3 separate regions of the Mus musculus genome follow, and all the other regions are linked to region 1. Evidence: chromatin contacts called from public HiChIP or PLAC-seq data. All regions are on one chromosome and are shown on one strand. Each heading gives the region's core, a stretch centred on a gene start, on an enhancer-like site or on the middle of the called end of the contact. The rest is flanking DNA. Distances are from core to core; before and after follow the strand shown. Region 1 has its middle 53 kb from the start of Samsn1. Region 2 has its middle 12 kb from the start of 4930578N18Rik. Region 3 has its middle 17 kb from the start of Gm15555.

Region 1 (3,386 bases), core at 550-3,049:
ATGCCTCCAAGTCACCTAAAAGTTTTTAAAGAAAATGTGGAGTTGGAGAGATGGCTCAGTGCTTAAGAGTGCTTGCTCCTCAATCATGAGATACGAGATTGGATCAGGGCAACCAAGCGGGGTGGCTCACAAACATTTGTAAATCCAACTCCAAGGGAGCAGGTGCTCTAGAGATTCCGGCCTTCATGAATATCCTCCCACATACAGACACACACACACAGACACACACACACAAACAGACACACACACACACAGACACATACATACATACATACATACACACACATCTTTAAAAATGAAATAAATAACAGGTAATAAAACTCAGGCAAGGTAAAATATTCTGAATGCTGAGAACAACCCAATAGTTTTAGTCTCCGGCATCTTTAACACACCTAATCTCACCAACATCCCCACATCAAGTGTGTTGCATGTGCATCTCTTTCCTTCCCAGCAAACCCGGTGTTTTCCTGACTGTGGTGACCACTGTTAGCAGACTAGTCTAGAAACTGTTCTTGGACACAGCACAGGCACTAATGTCATTAATTTTTAAACTGCCCTACCCCTACTCTCTCATGTTGTTTAAAAGAACGTAACTTTTTTATGGCAAGGCGAGGAAATTCTAGATTGGAAAGTAACTACAGAATAACAAAACAATGCCAGTCTATTCCTAATGAGTAAAACTTTTTCCCAATTTCTATCCCTTGAAAATGAAAGTTTCATGCCAGTTGAGGATTTAGGGATATTCTAAAGAGGCTTTGGGGAGATACAAGCAAAGAAAGTCTGAGTTCTTACAAAAGGGAGAAAAGAGAAAAGTTAAAAACAAAACAAAACAAAACAAAAACAAAATAAACAAACAAAACTGAAGAAGTGTTAAGTAGCCAGGAGAAAGAGCTGATGAGGACACACCTACAGGAGTGAGTCTGGCATCAGTGTGATCAGTGCCAAAGAGGTCAAATCAGAAGAAAGAGATCAGGTTCTCACCCACTGCCCATACACAGAGCACTGACTGGAGCAACGCAGAAAAGCAAGAAAGACCTTATGCAAAACTCTATGTCCTGCTGCCTTTTCTAGAAGAAAGTCTGGGCTCTTTAAGAGCAGATGAGAAGAGTCAGAAAGCCATGAAGTTAATATTTACAGGATATTCTTATTGGTTCTGAAGGTTCAAACCTGGCAAGTTGCCCAATCACATTCATTACTTAAACTGGTTCAATAAAGGTCTTTTGGACCAAAGAATGTGCATCAGGAAGACAGCAGAATCTAGCTGTTTGAGCTAGTAGTTCCCAGGTAGCTTTATACAGCTGTAAACCCTCTCTAGTATGCAGCGATTAACTTATCCCAGAGGTTTCTGATATTAGCAAATTTAGCTCTGACAGTAGAGAAGGCTAGAGAAAATTTATTCCCATTAAATAAATAAAATGTTCTAATATAACAGCAATATTCAGTCCTTGGGGCTAAATCCTACAGCATGTATATATACGGCAAGAACTGTATCACTCCTGCCCCTCTGTCTCTCTCTGCCTCTCTGCCTCTCTATCTCTCGATGTCTCTCTCTCTGTCTCTCTCTGTCTCTCTCTCTCTCTCTCTCTCTCTCTCTCTCTCTCTGTGTGTGTGTGTGTGTGTGTGTCTTTCTCTCACTGTTTCTGTCTCTTCTTGTCTGTCTGTCTGTCTACATAAGGTTCAGAATGGCCTTATTCTTTGTGATCCCCCTGCCCCTGCCTCCTGAGTTACTAGAATTACAGGCCTGCCCCATCAGATCAAGTTCAGGTTTTTTACTTTGTTTGTTTTTTGATAAATACAAAATTCAGACCATTTCGGTTCTGGTTTTCCATCAACTCTATAACTGATATGTATGAACCTGAACAGTATCTTTAACTAAAGTGTGTTATTAGTGACTTTTTATTTTTTTTAATCAGATTGCTAAGAGAGATCGACGGAAAGAAAACTAAAAAGAGTGCTCAGTAGCTGACTATTAGGTTTCAGTCATGTTCCATTGCACTGAGGTTATAGCTACGTGTTTTGCAACTTCCTGAGTGTGGCAAAATGATGACATTTAATGTTGAGAAATTTCCGCTGTAAGCGTTAGGTTCTGAGAACAATATATGATGACATTTTAGATAACCCCTCCTCTTACGCAGCACTGCTCTATACTGCCACCAAAAGCGCTCCTATCTAAGTAGCATTGAGGCTTCCAATACTCTTGATAGAGGGAGTGGCCCTACTAAATTTATGAAAAGTTTCAGAGATTAGTCAATAAAACCTAGCTAGAGGTTTACTTTGATAGGTGTTTGAGCTGTGGGAAATCAAATAGAACTAACCCTAATTTTGTTCAACCTCCATGTAACTGCGGAATTCCTCTGCACACTCTTTGTGTATGTATGCCTATAAACTAAAGGTTATGGAGTTGAGTCATCTGCTTTCAAGAACTGTGTGACAATATTCAAGCATTTATCACAAAAAGGTGATCTTTTTAAATCTAAAAGTGGTATAAATTATAGGATGTATATATGAAGTACTCAATACAATCCAGGTAGTATTTGTATGAAAGCCACTACAATTTTTATATATACAACTTCATTTCCCCCCACTAAGTTCTAGTCGAAAGATAGAAGCAGTAATCACTGTATAATCATACAGGTATTTACTCATAGTATCTTGAAATTTTTCATACATAAATGGCCTGAGATCTAAAGAACAATTTTGCTGTCCAGAAGCAATGAAAGAGAGTCAGCTCATAGAGAACTCAGCTCATAAGTTTTACCTGACACATTATTTCATTGTTTGCACCTGATCAGTTCAGAAAGACACAATACTGCACTCAGCCTTGGTTCAACACTCTTGGACATGAAAGGAATAATTTTAAGAATGAATTATTAAATATATAAATTATTATTTATTTTAATGAATGAAAAATTAAAATTGGGATTGTTAGTGTCATGGGCCTTGGTTTCTCACAAATGACAGAGCCTCAATTGATTGAGCAATGGGCAACAGAGAATCCCTTAAGAAGGCACTGTTAATGTGAGTATTTGCATATATATGGAGCCTGTGCACATTGGGGCATAAGATTCCATGGGCTATCAAAATGCTAACATGTTACAAAGAATGTATATGGGCTTTCCATTACCCCACTTCCACATCTGCATCATGAAAACTTCTCATGTGTCCATTTGCAACACTTAGTTTTGTTCTGTGTTATATTTTACAAATGTAAAAACTATAAAGGAATGAAAGCTGGGTTTAGCAGATTCTGTGATATCTTGGACCTTCTGGGATCCCATGTATGCCCAAGAGCAGAACACTGTTTCTTCATAGGGCAGGAGTGGAATAGTGATGCACATGGCTAAGGATCATTTTCTCTTTTAAGTTTTTGGGCACCAGGCCAATAA
Region 2 (3,386 bases), core at 251-2,750, 250 kb before region 1:
GCAGAGAGCATTTCCTTCACCTCCCCAGCCCCTCCCACCCCCCACCCAGAGGCTTACTCCTCTTGGTCAGATTCCTGCTGAGAGAGTGGAGTAGAAAGATCTGAAAATATGCATTTGGTGAGGACAAGAACTCAGATTTGGTTACTAACAAGGAAAAACTAACAAGGAAAGCATAAACAGAGGAGGTGACTGGCAAAAAGATTAGAGACACAAGCGAAATTTTACACCCAGTACCTTGACTATTAGAAAAAAGGTCTTAAGGGCAAGACCCCACTCACTGAGAATCCCATGGTGTAACAACAGAAATGTTTTCAAACATTTAAAAGCAGACAAAGTACCTAGATGTAGAGTCTTTGGGGCACCTAGCTCTACCAGTGTGGTCTTAGGGAGTGTATTCCCAGGTTTAGCCAGGCAGTATCCAGAGTATGCTGCAGGTGTGAAGGAGGCCAGAGCATACCTTGAGCTGACAGCAGAAAGTAGCATCAGCCCAATTTTGACCATTTTGTAGATATGCAAGTGATAAGAACTCGGCGGGTCATGAAGACTCACACCGTGGTTTGCGTACGTTATTTAGGTCAGACTGTGTGCATCAGGTCCTTGTCCTCACCTTGGAGCTACTGAGAGGAACAGAAATGACACTGTGAGGTGAAGCCTAGGATGTAATAGTGAACTCAGGATACTGGAACCACCCAGATATAAGCTGTTCTTCAAAGACAGCTGCTGGTTGTAGCCAGCCGAAGAGAGAGATCATGCTACAGGTGAGAGCCTGGGGGTGAAGCTGCTAGGAGCATTGTACTCTGTGAGACCACTAGGAGCCTCGGAGGCCATAGCTAGAAGTTCAAATTGTTGCTTTGCTCCAACAGTTCCTTTCTCCACCCTTACTTACTCTGTGTGGTAGTGGAGTTGTGTAATTCTGCTTTTGATTGTACAAGGCTAATACGTACCCAGAGTCTCAGAATTTGAATTCAGCATTTGCTTCCTGACTATGTTCAATACAGTGTGGCCAGATGTCTCATGATCTCCTGGCCACGCCTTCTTCACCATGAGGAGCAATGGATCCTTCCTCCTGTGGATGTCTTCATGTCAACACATTGACCACAACAATTGTAATTAGCACAGCCATCCAAGCAGCTCTCTGAAGAACCAGGACTCCGAAGACCTTCTAACCTTCTCTGTCCATGTGAAGACAGCATGTGCACCATCTCCTGACAGCCACATGGTAGTGGACAGTGCAAGAATCCTGCCACTTCCTCTTCTTCTCTGTGAGCCCCTAAGCGTATGATCTATGCTGGTTGTATTGCTGTGCCAATCAAAGCAACTAAGTCCTTGGTTCCTAGTTGCGCATCTAAAAAGCAGGAATGTTGGAGGCACATTTTATTTTGCATTGTCTCCCAGATGGAGGAGAGAGAAGCCAAAGCATTCCTTCCAAGTGCTGGAGAAGGTCTGACACAGTAACGGGGAAATCACGCTTGCTGGTTTCAGTGTGACTGTCCTCGGCTTTCCCTCAGCTCTGGACAGCTTAAATGAAACCTAAATTGTGCATAAGGATGATCACTCAGGATATCATCATGACATCGGTGTTTTGCCCGACAACAAGGGGTTGGACTTTCTATTTGATGATCTTACTCTGTACTACGTGTATTAGATGTTATTTTGAAATGTTTTTTATTTTCGACTAGTTATTATTGAGATGATTCATGTCATCAAGAAATGAAGACTGTCACAAACATGGATGTGGGTCGATATAAGCACTGACATTTAGGAATTTACTCCTTCTGAACAAAACACTTGCATTTTGCTTTCTGATGTCTGGGTAGATACTCTCAGTTGATATGAGCAAAGTTCTTTACTCAAACGTGCAATCAGGCTGCATCATTCGAAAGGTTTTTATCCCAGACACCTTTAATGTCTGCTCTAAACCATCTCTATTCCAGAAAAAGCCAGTGGGGACTTGGTGATAGTGAAGACCTACTAGGAAAATGGGACATAGTTCATTAGAGATGGTAGAGATAAAAATTTTAGAAACATGTGTCTAATCTTCCCCAAAAGATATGCTATCAGATTTTTGACATCTATGTTAGTCAGCTTTCAGTTTACTATAACAAACCTATGAGATGATAAACTTTCAAAGAACAAAGGTTTAGTTTGCTTTATAGTTACAGATATTACCTGATTGCTTGGCCTTACTGTTTTGGGTCTGTGACCAAGGTACATAGCGGTGTTAGGAAAGGGAAATCACTCACGTGGTGGTCAGGAAGAGAAAGGAGAAAACAGGAGATGTTTGGGAGATAGAATTCTATTCAAGGCTATGTCTCTAATGACCAATTACCTAAAGTTCCACCTCTCAAAAATCTGAGCAGCTCCTGGTAGCACCACTCAGGGGACCTTAACACACAAGCCTCTGACAGTCCGTCATCCAAGTCACAGAATTGTTTTTCCCCCAGAAGAACTATCTCTACTATACAGAGAAAACAGTGGTTCACTTTTTAAAGGCAAGCATGTGTAGTTTCTGTTGTGTGAGGATTTCGTCCATTATATATAATGTAGTTTTGCTCAACTCTACTCTCCCTTTCGTCCCTTACCTCATCTGACCCACAGCTGATGAACTGACAATGGTGAGCTTCAGGGTGGGGGACAGTCGGTTCTCTTGACAGCATCATTTAAAGAAAGAAACGACTTATATATCCAAATAGTCATGAAAGTGTTTAGATGTTGTAGATGTTCGTATTTGTTTTTTCCTCTCTTCCCTTCCCTTCTCCTCTTTGCCACTACCTATTTCATTCTTCCTTCCATAAATCTACTTGTGGCTGTCTCTTCCTCCAAATGGTTTTGTGCATTTTGTGTTCCTCCCATTGCCTGTCATGCATGCACCAACTCATTCCAGTTTCATCTTTCTTTGCTAGAAACTTGTTCTCTTTTCCCTCGTTTATCTGTTCCCTTCTTTTCTGTCTTTCAAATTATGGCTGATGGCTTGCAGAGGGTGCCTTGAATGCTGGAACTGTAATTCAGGCATGTATTTCTAAAACAGAATCCAAGGGTTATGTTTGAGACAAGCCAGACTGTGTATCTGCCATATGCCTCTGAAATAATCTATTGTTTATCACTATTTTATTGTGTTCTTATTCCGTGTCATACTGTTTGGGTGTGATCTGGCACTGTTAGCTTTACCCACTTCAAAATTAACCAAGCCAGCTGGAGAAGTGTAATTTAGAGGGCTAGCACATGGGTTTGTGAATGTTGACATCTTGGTTGTACTCCGAGGGGGGTGTTTCATGAGTCTTTATACCCCAGTCTCACCCAAATAAAGCATGGAGATTAAACACACATTCACACTTACTCTTCCACATATGTACAAAGGTCTTTGCATTGTTTAGATTTTTCTGAAA
Region 3 (3,386 bases), core at 364-2,863, 130 kb before region 1:
TGTAAGGCCACCCCTCCTAAACCTCCAAAACTCAAGTATTCAGATACTTAAGGTTTCTGGGGTGTGACTCATTCAAACCAGCACATTTCACTCCCTGCCTCCCATAGTCTTGTGGCCCTATATTAATGCCAAATGCATTAAGAACCTCAACAGTTACCATATTCTTTCAATATCAACACTACTTAGGAGCGAATTCCAAAGTATCTTCTGAGACTTAAGGCAACATCTTACTTTTAACCCTGTCTTAAAAAAAAACAAACAACGACAATTAAAAAAAAAAAAACCCCTCAAAACCAAAAAGACAAAGTACATACTCCAACAAATATTAGAATGGAACATACATTGCAGTCCCAGAAGGGAAGAATGGGGACTAGCTCATAGTGAGAATAGAGTAGATCAATGAAAGACTAAAAGCCATCAGGAAACTCAAGCCCTGTGTCTAATGTGTAAGGGCTTAGATGGCTCTGTTCTTTCTTTTATGCTGCCTGCAACTTCGTTCTTTCTCTTGGGATGGTTCTACTCCCTGTGTGCAGTACTCTTTGGCATATTTCGCATGGCCTTGGCAAGTCCAACATCTCGTGGTCTTTAATGTAACCCAGGATTCCTTTATACAGCTTTACCCAAAGGCCTCATCCCAAGACCCCTCTGATACAAACCTAGCTTTAGCAGCTCTCCATAACAGTAGAGGAAGATGCCATGACCCATTTTCTTCTGTGTTCTTTATGATTCTAAAGCCAGAGCTATGTGGACAACATTGCCTTGTTTGACTGCCAACTTGGGGTGAGCCCACCTCCCCTTGAATCACATGGGCAGCAGCTTGTGTTTCTTGTTGCTTTGTAGGAGCAGAAACTTCTTTAAAGTCTTTTCCTGTCACAAGCTGGAAGAACAGCTGGGTGGGGTCTTAGCTGGATGGAGTTGGGCCATTGCCTTTGTTCCAAATGCATTTCGACCCCTCCATAATGGTACACATTTCCTTAACAGCTACAGCCTCTCTTCCAGCACAAGCCTTGGCTTGAACATTAAACTTTCCAGTGTCCTTCTTTTCTCAAGACTCTTATCTTGTATTTATTTCTGCCCCATTTGCCTGTTTCTCACTGTAGATCTGCCCAAAGGTGTCGTCAAATAACCATGTGACAGAATCAGTACTAGGCTGCCTTGAAATCTCCTCCACCAAAGAAATTATTCCACAACTTTAAAATTTAAGCTCAGGCAAGTTCTTAGGGGAAGGACAAAAAGTAGCCACATGTTTGCCCAAACATCACAAGAATGGTCTCCAGTCCAGTTGCTAATATTGGTCCCCCTAAGACATCATGTGCTTGGTCTTTATAGTATGCAAAGCCCTCAGCACTCCTGACTTTCTAGGTCCTATTAGAATGTCCCACTGAGTTCTCTTTAGAGTGTTCAACTACTTTTCTAGTTCAAAGTATCCAAATCTTCCATAATTGTGGAAAAATCCACATGGTCAGGTCTGTCTCTGTAATACCTGACTCCCATGTTCCAATTTCTGCCTCAGGTTTTTCTTTTCATGACCAAGGCCACTTATAAAAGGAGGAGATTATTTGGTGCATGGTTCCAGAGAGATAAGAATCATGGCATTGTGACAGGAAAGCATGTGAACATACATCAGGTATGTCGGCTGGAGCAGTAGTTTAGCTCACATGAAAAACCACAACCAGGAAGCAAAGAAAGAAGACATAAAATGACATGAGTCACTTAAAACCACAAGCTTGTCTTTAGTGACATACTTCCTTCAGCAAATACACATTTCTGAGTCCTTCCTAATGGCCACCAACTGGAGGCCAAGAATCCAAATGCCTAAGAGTTATGGGGTACATCTCATTCAAATGATGGCAGTCAGCTACCCTGGCATACACAGAGGTATGTAACAGATACCCTTTCCTAAACAAGTTACTAGGAAGGACTTGAAGTTGTCCTTTGGACTTTGCATATGCATAAAAAGGTACACACACACACACACACACACACACACACACACACAAACACACACGGACAAACACATACACAGACATACAGATACATACACAAACACACAGGCACACACAGAGTAACACACATACACACACACATAGGCATACACACAAACACACAGGCACACACAGAAGCACACATACAATCACAGAAACATACTCACAGAGAAACACATACAGACATATGGTCACAAATACACATATAGACATACATACATATACACAAACTCACAGACACACACATATACATTCACACACATATTCACACACATATACACAAACACATAGACATACAAATATACAGATACAGAGATACACATATATTCATATACACAAACACACACACAGACATACACACACACACACACACACACACACACACATATAAGATAAAAAAAGATAAAATAAGTTCATTTGCTATTGGCCATCTGCTGCTGTGATTGTGGCCTACCCTTGAGAATAGTCTGTTTCCCAGAGAGACAGTTTAGAGAAGATTAAATTTTTATTTGCAAGTGGTTACGAATTGGGGGTAGCTTTTGTGTTATGAAGGCCTTATGTGCCCATTTCTCCTTTTGGCTATAGGATCCCATCTTGTCCAGACTATGCCGGCTTGGTGGATGCTGATGCTGCATCAGTCTGCGAGTTCATGTGTGCTGGGATCCTCAGAGCTTCTTCTTTCCTCAGTGTCCTCCATCCCCTCTGGTTCTTATACTCTCTGCTTCCTCTTCCCCAGGGTTGCTTCGATTGATCTTTGAGTCAGCAGAATTCGTTAGGAGCCATCTTATTGCAATGGAACAGTGGCATTTGGTTTCCCTCTAGACCCCTGGCCTGTCTACTCTCAAGCTCTTTGTCACCTGAGCAGTGTAGCATAAGGATTCCCTATTGTGGAGTGGGCTTTAACTCAAGTCAGATATTGGCTGTTTGAACATAAGCCTTGTGCCATGGTTGCATTGACACATTAAAAGAAACTTTTGTAATTAGTTTTGCTTTAACCCCGAGGTTTATAGAAAAGGCTAAACTTGGCTTTAAGGGCTATCAACAGTGAGAAAAAGCTGCAACCAAGTTGGTTGTGTGCACAGGATGTGTGTATTTATCCACACATACAAGTCAAACTCCTTGCTTCAATCATCATATTGCTATCCTTTATCACAGCAGAAACAGTAAAGATGAGTTCATGCTGTCAAGCCTGAACAAGCATCAATATTGTTTTCTCTTTACTCAGTTTAGCCTCTGATTCCTATCCCCACTGGGTGTTTTTATAAAGCAGAACTCATGCATATGATTTTATGCTTCAATATGTAGTTATAAAATAAGAACTATTATTTAAATATGTAATCACAATACCTCTACTTCACTAAACACAAACAAGAAAAAGTTCTAGAACATCCCTACATGTAG

The links. HiChIP or PLAC-seq counts read pairs in DNA pulled down with a chosen protein or histone mark.
Region 2: a contact with region 1 is called in an H3K4me3 HiChIP or PLAC-seq map of bone marrow-derived macrophages, with 4 times the contacts expected there. The contact joins two enhancer-like sites. A contact is called at or near these places in 1 of 484 Hi-C or Micro-C datasets (bone marrow-derived macrophages) and 3 of 115 datasets of contacts at active chromatin or transcription factors (acute myeloid leukemia, bone marrow-derived dendritic cells and bone marrow-derived macrophages).
Region 3: an H3K4me3 HiChIP or PLAC-seq map of bone marrow-derived macrophages shows a contact between it and region 1, with 4 times the contacts expected there. The contact joins two enhancer-like sites. A contact is called at or near these places in 1 of 15 datasets of contacts at CTCF or cohesin (CD8 T cells), 1 of 484 Hi-C or Micro-C datasets (group 2 innate lymphoid cells), 1 of 115 datasets of contacts at active chromatin or transcription factors (bone marrow-derived macrophages) and 1 of 9 other capture datasets (bone marrow-derived macrophages).

The regions. Positions count from the first base shown.
Region 1 is chr16:75,854,309-75,857,694 of GRCm38.p6, reverse strand. No RefSeq gene overlaps it. Among named protein-coding and RNA genes, the nearest start is that of Samsn1, 53 kb to the left of the region's middle. Within about 2 kb of position 1,799, at least 95 of the 459 cell types and tissues checked have an H3K27ac peak or open chromatin away from gene starts, as enhancers often do. A contact at or near this core is called in CD8 T cells, bone marrow-derived macrophages and group 2 innate lymphoid cells, where this site is marked.
Region 2 is chr16:76,108,430-76,111,815 of GRCm38.p6, reverse strand. No RefSeq gene overlaps it. Among named protein-coding and RNA genes, the nearest start is that of 4930578N18Rik, 12 kb to the left of the region's middle. Within about 2 kb of position 1,500, at least 16 of the 459 cell types and tissues checked have an H3K27ac peak or open chromatin away from gene starts, as enhancers often do. A contact at or near this core is called in bone marrow-derived macrophages, where this site is marked.
Region 3 is chr16:75,982,313-75,985,698 of GRCm38.p6, reverse strand. No RefSeq gene overlaps it. Among named protein-coding and RNA genes, the nearest start is that of Gm15555, 17 kb to the left of the region's middle. Within about 2 kb of position 1,613, at least 46 of the 459 cell types and tissues checked have an H3K27ac peak or open chromatin away from gene starts, as enhancers often do. A contact at or near this core is called in CD8 T cells, bone marrow-derived macrophages and group 2 innate lymphoid cells, where this site is marked.